3 separate regions of the Mus musculus genome follow, and all the other regions are linked to region 1. A link is a contact called in public Hi-C data. All regions are on one chromosome and are shown on one strand. Each heading gives the region's core, a stretch centred on a gene start, on an enhancer-like site or on the middle of the called end of the contact. The rest is flanking DNA. Distances are from core to core; before and after follow the strand shown.

The links. A called contact is a pair of places that touch in the nucleus more often than the background predicts.
Region 2: a contact with region 1 is called in a Hi-C map of rod photoreceptor, with 1.5 times the contacts expected there. The contact joins two enhancer-like sites. A contact is called at or near these places in 2 of 484 Hi-C or Micro-C datasets (brain and rod photoreceptor).
Region 3: a Hi-C map of rod photoreceptor shows a contact between it and region 1, with 2.1 times the contacts expected there. The contact joins the promoter of Hcn1 here to the enhancer-like site in region 1. A contact is called at or near these places in 6 of 39 promoter capture datasets (the HPC-7 cell line, embryonic stem cells, liver and 3 more), 2 of 484 Hi-C or Micro-C datasets (brain and rod photoreceptor), 4 of 115 datasets of contacts at active chromatin or transcription factors (PVALB interneurons, forebrain, neural progenitor cells and 1 more) and 1 of 9 other capture datasets (embryonic stem cells).

The regions. Positions count from the first base shown.
Region 1 is chr13:117,924,424-117,928,536 of GRCm38.p6, forward strand. It overlaps Hcn1 (hyperpolarization activated cyclic nucleotide gated potassium channel 1), which reads left to right. Exons shown (of 8, transcript NM_010408.3): 6 at 1,121-1,361. Among named protein-coding and RNA genes, the nearest start is that of Gm3474, 33 kb to the right of the region's middle. Within about 2 kb of position 2,623, at least 1 of the 459 cell types and tissues checked has an H3K27ac peak or open chromatin away from gene starts, as enhancers often do. A contact at or near this core is called in rod photoreceptor, where this site is marked.
Region 2 is chr13:117,657,487-117,661,920 of GRCm38.p6, forward strand. The region is part of intron 2 of Hcn1 (hyperpolarization activated cyclic nucleotide gated potassium channel 1); the gene reads left to right. Among named protein-coding and RNA genes, the nearest start is that of Hcn1, 57 kb to the left of the region's middle. Within about 2 kb of position 1,480, at least 28 of the 459 cell types and tissues checked have an H3K27ac peak or open chromatin away from gene starts, as enhancers often do. A contact at or near this core is called in rod photoreceptor, where this site is marked.
Region 3 is chr13:117,600,768-117,605,040 of GRCm38.p6, forward strand. It overlaps Hcn1 (hyperpolarization activated cyclic nucleotide gated potassium channel 1), which reads left to right and starts at 1,553. Exons shown (of 8, transcript NM_010408.3): 1 at 1,553-2,328. The coding sequence starts at 1,937.

The DNA of each region.
Region 1 (4,113 bases), core at 1,373-3,872:
GAATTTGTCCTCTTTTCTAACTGAGCAATGCCCTGTTATGTTTATCTATCAGATTGTCTTTGACCTATGCCAAGATGATACCAGGTAATTTTGTGAGCACCAAGGAATCTTGTCTCAGACACAATGCCTCCAAATGTTTTAATCTAGTTAATGCCCACATGCCCTTGCGCTCCCTTTCATTTCTTTGAAAAGGTGACTTTGGGTTTTAAGCTTCTTAAACAAGATTATAAATTCAACACAACCCCAGTTTTTTGATAATCTTTCATGAGAGGACACTTGATGCTAGTTTCTTTCATGAAGGAGTTATCAAGAAATGCCATAATGATAACATTACATCACCATCCCTCATACTAGTACATGCAACAACACAATTTCCTATATTCTCATTTTAGTGCAAGGAAACACAAATATTTCTAATCTGAGCTAAAATCTGCAAAATGGAGCCAAACATGTAGATTGTCTGGCTCTTTAGACAACAAACAATGAGACAGGAAAAGGAGCTATCCTCTTTCTGATTCAGATTCCAGTTCCAGCCAAGAGGAAATCAGATTTCACCTACAGTCCTTCACTGATTGCCTTTGGTGGCATCTCTTCTCTGTTTCTTTTGCTCTAATGTGAATGATATATTTTAATGTAAACTGAATACATCTGTCTTCTCCTCCCTTCATAATTCCAGCTGGTGGGGGCACCAGGTAGGTTGCTCAGCATCGTGAAACATAGGCCAAGTAACACTGCACCTAGTCCGATGGAACATCACATTTTTCATTGAAAACCATAAGAGCAAGATTAAGATTCCACACTTAAGCTGTAATTTCAAATGCAAAATAATATATAAATAAGGGTAATAAAATTAATACTCATATTATTTAATTAATATTATTGAATATTAATTGTATTTCTTTTCTACACTAACTGTGCGAGTGAAATTTTAAAGAAATTTTAAAAATTAAACAAAATGTATTACATTGGTGACATATGTGGGTTACAATTTATATATCTTTTCACAAATGTAAATTAGCCATTATTCTGAACATTCATGTTTTTAAATGCTGAACTTAGACTTTTCTCCCAGCTCTGACTGATATCCCCCTTCCTGTGTGCTCACTCTTGCTGCCTTTAGGAAATAGTCAACTTCAACTGCCGGAAACTGGTGGCAACTATGCCTCTTTTTGCTAACGCCGATCCCAATTTCGTGACGGCCATGCTGAGCAAGCTGAGATTTGAGGTGTTCCAGCCCGGAGACTATATCATTCGAGAAGGAGCTGTGGGGAAGAAAATGTATTTCATCCAGCACGGTGTTGCTGGCGTTATCACCAAGTCCAGTAAAGAAATGAAGCTGACAGATGGCTCTTACTTCGGAGGTTAGTAAACGCACGGAGCAAGGTCTCTGAAGACACAATTCCAAAGTCTCTGAAATGTCTCTCCGGGGGCCTTGGAGGCATCACGTGTTTGGTGATTTCGGACATGACCTTTTATTTGAGTTCTGGCAGAAGCACTTGGAACCTATCTATATTCGAAGGTGCCAAGTTCCATACAGGTGTATAAATGAGTGTATTGATGAGAGGAGAGTTGCATACATTTTATGTGGAACCAGTTAACACTGGCTGAAAACATACAGAACCGCACTTTTTTTTTCTCATTCAAACATCCCCAGAGTATTGGATGACTCTTTCTCTAGCAGTTACAAGTGTTTCCTATACTGCTCTAATAAGATTTTGAGTTTTTCTTATTTTTCTATGTTCCTTTAATATACTATACACAAGAAGAAACTTTCTTCGTTGACTTTTTAACGAGTTGTGGGTGTAGAGAATCAAGCAGGAAAGCCTACAAGTCTGTCTTTAGATTTATTGCTAAAAATTACCACCATTATTGTTGCTCACATATAATTGACTAAATCCGAGGTGTCACTGGCAGCACTAGGCAAAGGAGAGATGGCTACCCCATGCTTGGGCAGCCGCTTATGCTGCTGAAAGGGCTGAGTATTTGGTTTATTTATAACATGGCTACTATAAAGATCATGTTTCTCAAAGTTCATGTTCAGCAGAGTGTGTGATTATAAAATGACTGGGTAATACCTATGCTGGAAAAAAAGTTGAAAATGTTAAAGCACACCATAATTAAGACTGGATTGGTGGGGCCAGCAAGATGGAATAGCAGGTAAAGGCACTTGCTGCCAAGATGGCTAACCTAACTTGGGCCCCTAAAATCCACAAGGTAGAGGAAGAGAATTGACTCTTCTGTCCCCTGAGCACCACACATGAACCTTTGCACACATCCCCCTCAAATGAGTATAAATGAATAAACGAAGTAAATGAGTGTAGATGGTGTTTGTGTTAAATTGACAAGCGTTGTCACTACAGCTGTATTAAGTATCATGAACAAAGTTTCTTCAAAGACTATGTCAGGATGGGTTCAACCACTGGTGAACCCAGCCTAGCAGCGAAGGTTACGGTGATGAGACATAAGATCATGCCCAGTATAGAAATAATTGTTCCTGTTATATGACTTAGTGATGTTGCATCTTTGTCCACAAGTGAGACACAACTATATATTTGTGACTGTGGTGATTTATATGGCCTTCTGCAGCATGTTGGATATAAGCTTTTGCTAATCTTTTAGGCAAGTAAATTCCACTTAATCCAAATCTTCCCCGTTCTTACCTTCTCCCTGGTTTGTATTTCCTCCTCTGCAAAGAGCTTCTTAAGCTTTGTGTCTTAAACTTCATGAACCTCATGAGCATTTTCAATATTTGGTCCTAGAGCCTCTTGAAACTTGCCGGTTGGCAAATTAGATTGTAGTAATGTGTTTTGTGAGGAAGAGCCTGATAATAAAACTCCACTCTCCTCTGTGCATCTAATGCTCACGGAGCTGCACAAATTACTACTGTTGGTGTCTGACACAATTGGGTTATTCTATGCAGAACTTTCTTTTCTCCCATTCCTTATTTATTAGCTTTTTATATCCGCATACGAGATATAACCTAATTACTTTAGGGCTCACATTGTTCAGAGGTTCCATCACATGCCACCTATGAGCCCCTTAAAGTGGGGTTTTATTGACTTGCTCTTTACTAGGATTGTTTTGTTTTCTGTTCAGTGTGCAAAAGGCTCTTGGTGGATAGTGTCCTTTCAGTTTAGAGTTCTCCATATGCCCAAAGAGTCCTTCATTCATTGGTTGCTGGTGTATTAAATCAGGATTTTGTCACTAAGAATGTCCAAGCTACCTTTCTAGCATAGCATCCAACATTTCTTAGCTAAATAAAGCACTACTGCACATATCTACTTGTGGGTGAACACACACGTGTGTGTGTGTATGTGCACAAAGACAACACTATTCTGCAAATGTATATGCATTTGTTTATGTAACCATCTGCATCTATATAAAGCAAAAATGAGTTACTATGTAGAACAGTCTAGTTCAATCCTATTCAGTTCTATTCTACTTGTAGTTCTTCATTTAATAGCCAAGATACCATGTCCCTTGTAAATTTGTGTTCAATTTAGGTACACAGATATAATTACATTTAAAAGCTAGAGTATCGTTGTATGTATATACTTTGCCTTCATTCTTACAGTTTCCACGGACTTCCAAGCCCTCTCAGAGACACTGTGCCACACAGTTGTAACATACTTACAGTTGTTTGTCACACTCTGCATATCACCCAATGTCTTTGGGTTTCTATTGCTGTGGTGAAACACCATGATCAAAAAGCATGTTGGGGAGGGAAGGATTTATTTGACTTACACTTCCACAGGAACTCAAAACAGTGTAGAAACTTGGAGGCAGGAGCTGATGCAGAGGCCATGAAAGGGTGTTGCTTACTGGCTTGCTCTATATGGCTTGTTCAGCCTCTTCTTATAGAACCTAAGACCACCAGTCCAGGGATAACACTATCCACAATGAACTGGATCTTCCCCACACAATCACTAATTAAGAAAAAGCCCTACAGGGTTCCCCACAGCCCTATCTTATAGAGGATTTCTTTTTCAATCAAATGACTTTCACATGGCTGTAGTTTGTGTCAAGTTGGCACAAATATAATTAGCATTCCTAATAAGGCTCTGACCTCATAAATTGCTTCTCAGTTTGCATATAATAAAACTTACTCTGTGT
Region 2 (4,434 bases), core at 230-2,729, 270 kb before region 1:
TTCTATAAATTTAGGTTTGAATTCAGCATACTAAATTTGTTCATTGTTTTGTCTCCCTACAGTTTTATTAGATTTTTCTCCCAATTAGTTCATTTCATAATAGTGAAAACACAGAATATGTAGGAAGGAAATAACTAACTAGGAAACACAAAGGAATCATTCCAATGATTCTAGCCAGTCAGACCTCGTTGCTGCTGAATAGGGCATCTGCTGTTCTTAGACAGTGGGTGGAATGGTGAAAGAGCCCTGCCAACTCAAGTTTCCAAAGGCCGGAGTTAAATATACCACCATCAAGCAAATGAGTACCTCTTTCCACAGCTAGTATATTTACTTTTTCTTTTCTTTTTTTTTTCTTTCTTTTTTTTGGCTTTTTTTCCTTCATAAGCACAGCCCTTTGTATTAATTATAAACTGGATTTGATTGTCTGCATAAGAATGAAAGTCAAAAGACCTCCAGAGTACTCAATGGAGCACTAATGAAAGCACTCCACTGATTCTAGATTATTGGTTTACTCCTACAGAAATGCTGGTTTATATTTTGTAGAATCCGTAAAATGGAAGTTTTGTTTGCTTTCTGGGCAGCTGTAGGAATGTTTTTGTGGAGGCTTGTCAACGACATTTTGGTTCACAGGATTTTAGGAAATGACACACAGTAATAAAACCCTGCACACAACACTGATGAAAGCCACAACATGGATCATTCTTAAAATATGAAACTGGAATATATTAAAAAATGAAGTCTACAGGAGAAACTGGATGCACTTGTAACCTTTCTGCATAGCGCGCGCACATAGAAATGAAAATCAATATTCACTTCTCGAAGCCCTTTCACGAATCTCAAAATACCAGTCCAAGATGATTTTTGATAATACCCCCAATTTCTATTGGGGGCCTTGACTTAACTGATGAGCAGTTTTTGATCTGTTGTGCAAATGAACTCCCTGAATCTTCTCTAAAAGCTGAGGAGATAGAGTCTATTGCTGTTATCAGATGACGACGGTGAAACACGTTATGGTTCCTTACCAGGTGTAAGCGGCTGGCAAGAGGTGGAGCTGGCAGGGGGTGGTGGTGATGGTGGTTGTGGTGGTGGTGGTGGTGGTGGTATTCCTGTCTTGGCAATCTGACTCCAGAGCCATGTTGTTAACCTGTAAAACTGTGCAGTTCTCACTGTGGCTTGTGCTTCTGTACACACTAAGCTCACCATTTGACAGCTTGTCTAAGGAGCTAAATGGTGATTTTCTTCCCGGAGCAAGTGCTCATCGTGACATCTTTGAACCAAACATTAACTCTTAAAGCAAGGCCACAATACCATTTTGACGAACAGTCAGTGAGAGAAAAGTCATGGATAGAGCTGCCCGGTCAATTAAAAATACAAGAGACAGTGTGACTATTTTTAATGGCTTTCGGCTTTAGCCCAGTTATCCCAGAGAATGGCAGCCGGATGAGCAGATGGCGTCCGATCAGATAAAGTGACAGAGCATGTGGTCAGAGAGGACACTCTTTAACACCGATATTTTCTGTTCCCGGCATGGTCACCAGTACCTAGATCTGCTCAGCACGACAGGATTTTTAAAGGTGCCCGTGATATCATTCAGAAACATCAGCTGTCTGACATCATCATTGTGAAATGCAATTTAATATGCACTTAGAGAGATTTGCTAACCACACACATTCAGGGCAGCGTTGTGAGTTGGCAAGATCTTTCTTATAAATAAATGACCTTGGTAATAAATGAATCAGAAGCTCATTTAGCTGAAGAATGTTTTCTTGGTTATATGATACACCCATATAATAATATATATCATGAATGTTTAATGACTGCTAGCAATATTCTTGCTGAAGACTAAGAAATGAAATCACACTAGATAATTTAATATAAATTCATTTATTCCACCTACAAATTTAAAACATAATCTCTCTGTCTCCCTGTCTGTCTCTGTCTCTGTCTCTGTCTCTGTCTCTCTCTTATACACACACACACACACACACACACACACACACACACACCCCAAAACCAAAACCAAAAGACAAACAAACAAAAGAACCCTTGAATGGCTCCCAAATTGGCACATCTCCACTTGACTCTTATAAATGCCATCAGGATGCATTTACAAGTAGAAATACAAGTTAATCATTAGAAGTAGCTGTATGAGCTGTTGGATTAAGACTGCAGAGGAAGATAAGAGTTCACCCACATGTCTTTGAGCTCGAGCGTTTTAGTACCAGGCTGGCTCATGCTAAATTCAGCATACTTGGGGAAGTCGCGTGTGAAGTCTGGAAGCTGCCACTGTTCTAAATGAATCATTCGCAATGAAAGCAGCTGCCTGCTATAGGGAACAGCGTTCAGCTTTAGAGATGCAGTTTTTCCACCCACAGCCTGGATTAGTTCAACTAAAATACAAGATGTTCCGAAACTAGATAAATTAGAGAAATCTTATGAATGAGATGCAGGAAGTTTAAAATTTACTCCCTATGGTCCAACAGTGCTACAGGTAAATGTGTAAAAGGAAATGTTTGGTGGGGATCATCAATTTATGAAATGTCCTGGGATTAATGTATAAAGGGTGAAGTTACACTCTTAAGTCAATTTGTAAGTTCAATGATTTATGGTGTAAACACCAAGCTCATTGAAACTAGGTTAAAGTTTTGTTATATGTTGTCTGGTGATATGAAAATCTGAAGAAATTTAGGTAAATTAGCCTAGAAAATTTTCCCTTAGTATAATCTTTCCATTGGGTATAAAATTTCAATAATTAGCATAACATAAATGGGTTCTTTTATTTTTGTTTTGAAAACTCATTCTTTTAATTAAGTGACATCACTTTTCTCATTTCAAGTATGCCAGACCTCCAGGTCTGATCTATGTTTTATAATCTAATACAGGGAAAACAATTCTATATGACCCTCCAAAAAGACACATATGGTGAGGAAATCCTTGAAAATTAAATGGAGCATTATTAACAATTTGTGACGATCACAAACCTCTAAAGAGATAAAGACCAGATTAAAAGCTTAGCAAACTGGGGATTATTCACTGTATAAAAGTAAAGGGTTCTCAAAACCTCAAGTGACCTGTCTGTTGACCTCAGTCTTTTTGTCAAAGGGAGATGGCCCTTGAACCTTTTTACAGTCTTATACAATATTAGTTGAAAGTATAAACATCACCTTGATTATGGTTACTATGTAGTGGGACTGCAATCCCAGAGCTACTTGGGATATTAAGACAGGAGGAAACCATGAGTTACAGGCCAGCCTTAGCAGTGTAGTAAAACCCCAACATAGAAATAACTGAATGACAAATAACATTTGATGAAAAATACTTTCTCTTATAGACTGTAGGCTTAAGTGTCCCAACTAAGCTGGGCATTCCTTCATGAGTGATGTAAAAGATGTAGTTCAATGCATGATTATTTAGTAACCACAACTCTCTGGTATACATCACACTTTATTTATTCCTCATTTCCTATCTCCCCTGCTTCTCTAGTGAGGATTTTGGGCATATTACAATGAAGTAAATGCACTCTGAGGCAGGAAGGGAGGCTTGTAGCTATGAACATTTTAGATAGAGCAGTTGCAGAAGGATAAATTTAGCATGTTATGATGTTTTTCTACTAGTCAATACTAGATTGTGGTGTTGGATCACATAGAGAGATTTATCTACCAATTATGGACAGAAGCACAGAATGGTTAACAAGACAGTCTTAAAGGGAGCTAAGGCAAAATTTGATTTCGAATTTTGTTTAATTTTAGCATGTTATTTGGTACCGATTAAAACCTAACTCTTGCTATAAATTATCTGCCTATTAAAAATTTTCAATATATTTTAAGCACTTCTGTTTTTAGAAAACACATAAAACTTCAAGTCTTGTCATAAGCAAATGAAATGTTGGCCTAGAATTTCCTCAGCCTAGAACATAGAGAGACTTGCTGTTACCCGTCATGTCTAATCTGCTTTCACTCTTGTGCCTTCAAGGCTCTTCAGCACACTGACTCAAGTCACCATTGTCGCTTATTGTATTGCTAACATTTGCTTAATTTTAGTTTTACTATACTTGAAAGGAATGGTTTTTCCCACTGCTATAATTTTTCAGGTGGAACACTTCAAATTGAAAAACCACTCCCCATCTGCCCTTTAAAAATCAATTCAAAGTTATAGAATGTATTTTACCTGTATGTGCTCAGTTATAACAGTCAATACTAGATTATATATTGGCTCTGAATACTTTAATTTTGGATAACATAGTTATGTGTGCTGTCTGTGTCTTTTCTCGACATGGGTATGTAGATGGAACAGTCCCTGTTCATTTTACCCTTGAGTCTCCTTGTGTACTTGAACAGGATTCTAAGCATGGGATATCACTCACTGAGCATGCTATCTGTTCCATACATGGTAATCTAAGAGCTAAATCCACTAAGTATATGAAGAGTATTCACT
Region 3 (4,273 bases), core at 303-2,802, 320 kb before region 1:
GCCTCTGCCATCGAATATCATCCTCTGACCTGTGGTTTCCAAGGTCACTATGCTGCTAGATCAGAATGCTATACCACTATTTCCCTATCACTGATCATAACATTTTGACCATATAAATTTATTTTGTGAGAGTGTGTTTGGATTGGCTGAAAGCAGATACTGTGTGACCTACTGTTCTCTATTCCTTCCTTGGCTTCTCTGAAAACTCATGAACTTTCTTGTTCTTGCTTCTCTTGTTTCTTGGCTTCATCACAGATTTCAGGTTTTCCCCGAGTACAAAACAGAACAAAACCCAAAGTGATTGGCCTCACCTGTTTTTTTTTTTCATCTTGTGCCACAGGTTGGCACTCTGACAAAGAATCTCTTCCCGAAGTGTCTCTTCTCTCCCATGCGACCTTAGCAAACAGTAAATCAGAGGATCTATCTATGTCTTGGCTGGGTGAGCTTGGCTTTGAAGAGGCTGTGGGCATGGAGGTAATGCTTGCTGGTATCTTGAACAGATGTTCTGGGCTGCTTATAGTCTCGAAACTCTTCAGACTTCCAAGATGCCCTGCTGAGTGAATGGTAACTTTGGCAGCACATTTTGCTTCCATTAGCTAATCCAGTGGGTTGGGGAGACACCAAGGGAACAAGAGAAATCTGAGATCGCTGTCCTCAGCATCAGTCGCACGTGGTCAACTTCACCAGAGAATACTTCATGGCATCCTGACTGGATTCCAAGTTATCTCGACCTCTGAGCCTGGTGTTGCTGAACACAGTGCGGCATATTTATCTCTCTGTGTGGTTATTGATTGTATAACTTATCTTAAAAGGAAGGTCATCTTAGGCCACTTATCTCTTACACATTTTTTTCTTTTCTTTCCAGCAGGACTGGCCAATAAATTTGCTCACATGTGTGTTGATGTTAGTGGCCTTCCTAGGAAGGAACCCCATTCCCGTTTAAGGAGCTGTGTGAGAATAAACAGGATAAGTAGAAGGAGGTCAGTTGTCTGTCCCTAGGTACAGATCCTTAATCTGAAAAGCTCCAGGCAGCTGATTATCCAGGGCTACAAAGATCTATTTGCTAGTTGTGTGCCCCTCCCCGCCCCCATCTTTCATTTTTCCCTCTTGTCTTCTTGCTTCTCTCTTCTGTCCCTCTCTCCCTCTTTTCCACGACATGCCTTTTTCAGCGTGTCTCCTTGATTTTATCTTCACCTAGCTTTACAAGTGGATTGATAGTGTGCAGAATTAACCTGACCCCCTTTCTCTATTTGTAACATCATTCCAACAGGCGTTCAGTGTCTCTGGTGTTTTAGGTGGAGTTTTGTTCTGAATTAACGCAATTTGCTAGTTCAGCTCTCTCTCAGTCTCTGTCTGTCTGTCTGTCTGTCTGTCTGTCTTTCCCTTCTCCCCCCCTGCCTCCCTCCTTCCATCTCTCCTTCCCTCTGTCGTTTCCCTCCTCCCCTTTTCCTCCCCCTCCTTCCCTTTTCTGCCCTCCCACTTTTGCAAACCCACATCCAGAGAGCCTCCCTCCAAACGTACAAATACGCGTCCGGGGCGGGCTCAGGAGTTCAATGTCACGCTGGGCAGAAGTGGCACAGGCGAGCGGCGGGGCGCGCGCGGGTAGAGGCGGTCTGCGGCCAGCAGGGGGCAGCCGAGGGGCGGCGCTGGCGCGCGGGTGCCGAGCGGAGGAGCCTCGCCCCGCGCCCGCAGCCTCAGCCTCAGCCTCAGTACCAGGCGCGGCGGAGCCCGGAGCGCGGCAGAGCCGGCAGCGCAGCCACTGAGGGCAGCGGCGGCGGCGGGAGCCAGGCGCGCAGCGGAGCAGCGGGCGGGCGGGAAGCAGTAGCCGCCGCCGCCGCTGCCGCCGCGACGGGCAGCCGGCTCCGGCCCCTGCTCCTTGGCTTCGAGCCCCCGGCGAGTCTGGAGCCCGCGCCGTCGCCGGTCGCGTCCTCCGGGCATGGAAGGCGGCGGCAAACCCAACTCCGCGTCCAACAGCCGCGACGATGGCAACAGCGTCTTCCCCTCCAAGGCGCCCGCGACGGGGCCGGTGGCGGCCGACAAGCGCCTGGGGACCCCGCCGGGGGGCGGCGCGGCCGGGAAGGAACATGGCAACTCCGTGTGCTTCAAGGTGGACGGCGGCGGAGGAGAGGAGCCGGCGGGCAGCTTCGAGGATGCCGAGGGGCCCCGGCGGCAGTATGGTTTCATGCAGAGGCAGTTCACCTCCATGCTGCAGCCTGGGGTCAACAAATTCTCCCTCCGCATGTTTGGGAGCCAGAAGGCGGTGGAGAAGGAGCAGGAAAGGGTTAAAACTGCAGGCTTCTGGATTATCCATCCGTACAGTGACTTCAGGTGAGGACTCCCTGGAGCCGCCCCACCCTGCTCCCCCTGACGCGCCTTCCAGCATCCTATCCTGCCTCTGGGAAGGTGCGCCCCGGGGATTCACAGTGGGGGTGCGGGGCAGGCGGGGCGGCGATGCTGGAGGCTTCTACTTAGACTGGCCATACTCCACTCTTCCAACTAGTTTCCACCGACGACAGGTTTAGGGTAGGGAGTTTCTTCTCCCCGGAGCGCCAGGGAGGCTCTTCTCCTTTGCCTGGTGAACTTTGGGGACAGCAGAGGAGGGAAGAAGGCCACCGTGACCCGTGGACGGGAGGTTGTTAAGTTGCACTAGGGAAACTTTTAGTTTGGTAATGTTAGGACGAGACAGGTATCCTTGCTAAGAGCAGTTCCCCAAAGAAATGAAAAAAGATGCTTCTGGGATCCCGGAGATGAGGAAACTGGAGACAGTGACTCACAGGTCCTAGCTGTTCCTGCCACTCTCGCCCCTGGGAGTGTTAATCTGTTGTTCTTATGCTTATAGGCACCCCTGTCACCACTGAATTTCTCCAGATCAGTGGCTGGCAGGCACAGGAAGGGCACTTGCGCTTGGGTAGTCAGTCTCTGACTTGAGATTTTAGCGGAGCGGGCGCTGCCCCACTGGGCAAGAACTTGACTGGAAGCCTTGAGTTCCCGAAACAGAGGCAGGGGGGTCGTTTTCAAAGTCCCCTTCCTGAAATAGAGCGACACCCGCTCTTGACCTTGACTACAAATCCATTTCAGAAATGTCTTTCCAGTTTCCCAGCCTGGGAAGAAGGGCAGCAGAGCTGTCAGCAGGAGAAAATTAATATGAGTTTCCTGATCTTATTTGTGGCTCGAGTATTCATTTGGTTAATAAGCATGTTTAGAGACTGACAAATGAAGGTCGTGAAGCAGATCCTCTTATTACTGCGACACGCTCCTGAACACAGGCAGAGCTTCCTTCTAAAAATCCCAAACTAGTAACTAGAGGTGATATTCACTTGTTTATTTCATTCGTTCCAACTAGGGAAAGCGACAGCAGCAGCAGCAACAACAATAAAATAAACAACAACAACGAAAGGGGTCTATGTGCACACTGAGTGGATGCATAGGCTTCCGGTAAACTGCCAGCAAACATAGCAATAATAAAAAACAACATTACTTCCAGTAGCGTTTAGAAACTAACCGAAATTGCCCTTACCAGCATGCAAGGGAGGGAGCTGTCCACAGTTCTGAATCAACCTAACTGTGGAATATAGCCCAACAAAGCTTGAGTAGAAGACTGTCCATCTTCCCTGAGGTATTTATCGTCTCAAAAATCAGCAGTCTCTATTCCTTGTCACAGAGTGGATAGATTTTAGGAAAGATTTAATTTAAAAATGCTTATTTGGAAAAACACATAGGAAAACCTTACTGAAGTACTTACACTAGCTAATACCATTTATTGTCTGCAACTGAGTCTGATTGAAAGAATGTTCAGGCTAAAACAGCTTCCCAAGTAATACAACGTGTTTCCTCCGTGAAGAAGATACTCGTGGAAGCAAACTCATAGATGATCTTGCTCTGTCTACGGCAAATTAGGGTTGTTACATGCTATAGAATTTCAAAAGTGGGAATCGGAATAGAGTTTGAATATCATCTCTTTTTTGATTCCTGCATGGAAATGTAATGTAAATTATACTTTATATATTTTTAAAAAAAGACAATTTCAAAAAATAGTCGACAATCTTAATAACAAAAAACTAGAATGACATTAAAACTATGACATTCAGTGATAATGTTCACAAAGGTGCTTAAACTTTTTTTTTTTTAACTTGGTATCATCTGTAACTAAATGATTCCAAATGATACTTTTATATGTTCATCCTGGAAAAACGATGAAGCTTTTCAAAATAGTGGTATGTTGCAGATGATTAAACCTTCCTCATTTGTTTTTTTCTAACATATATAGAGACTT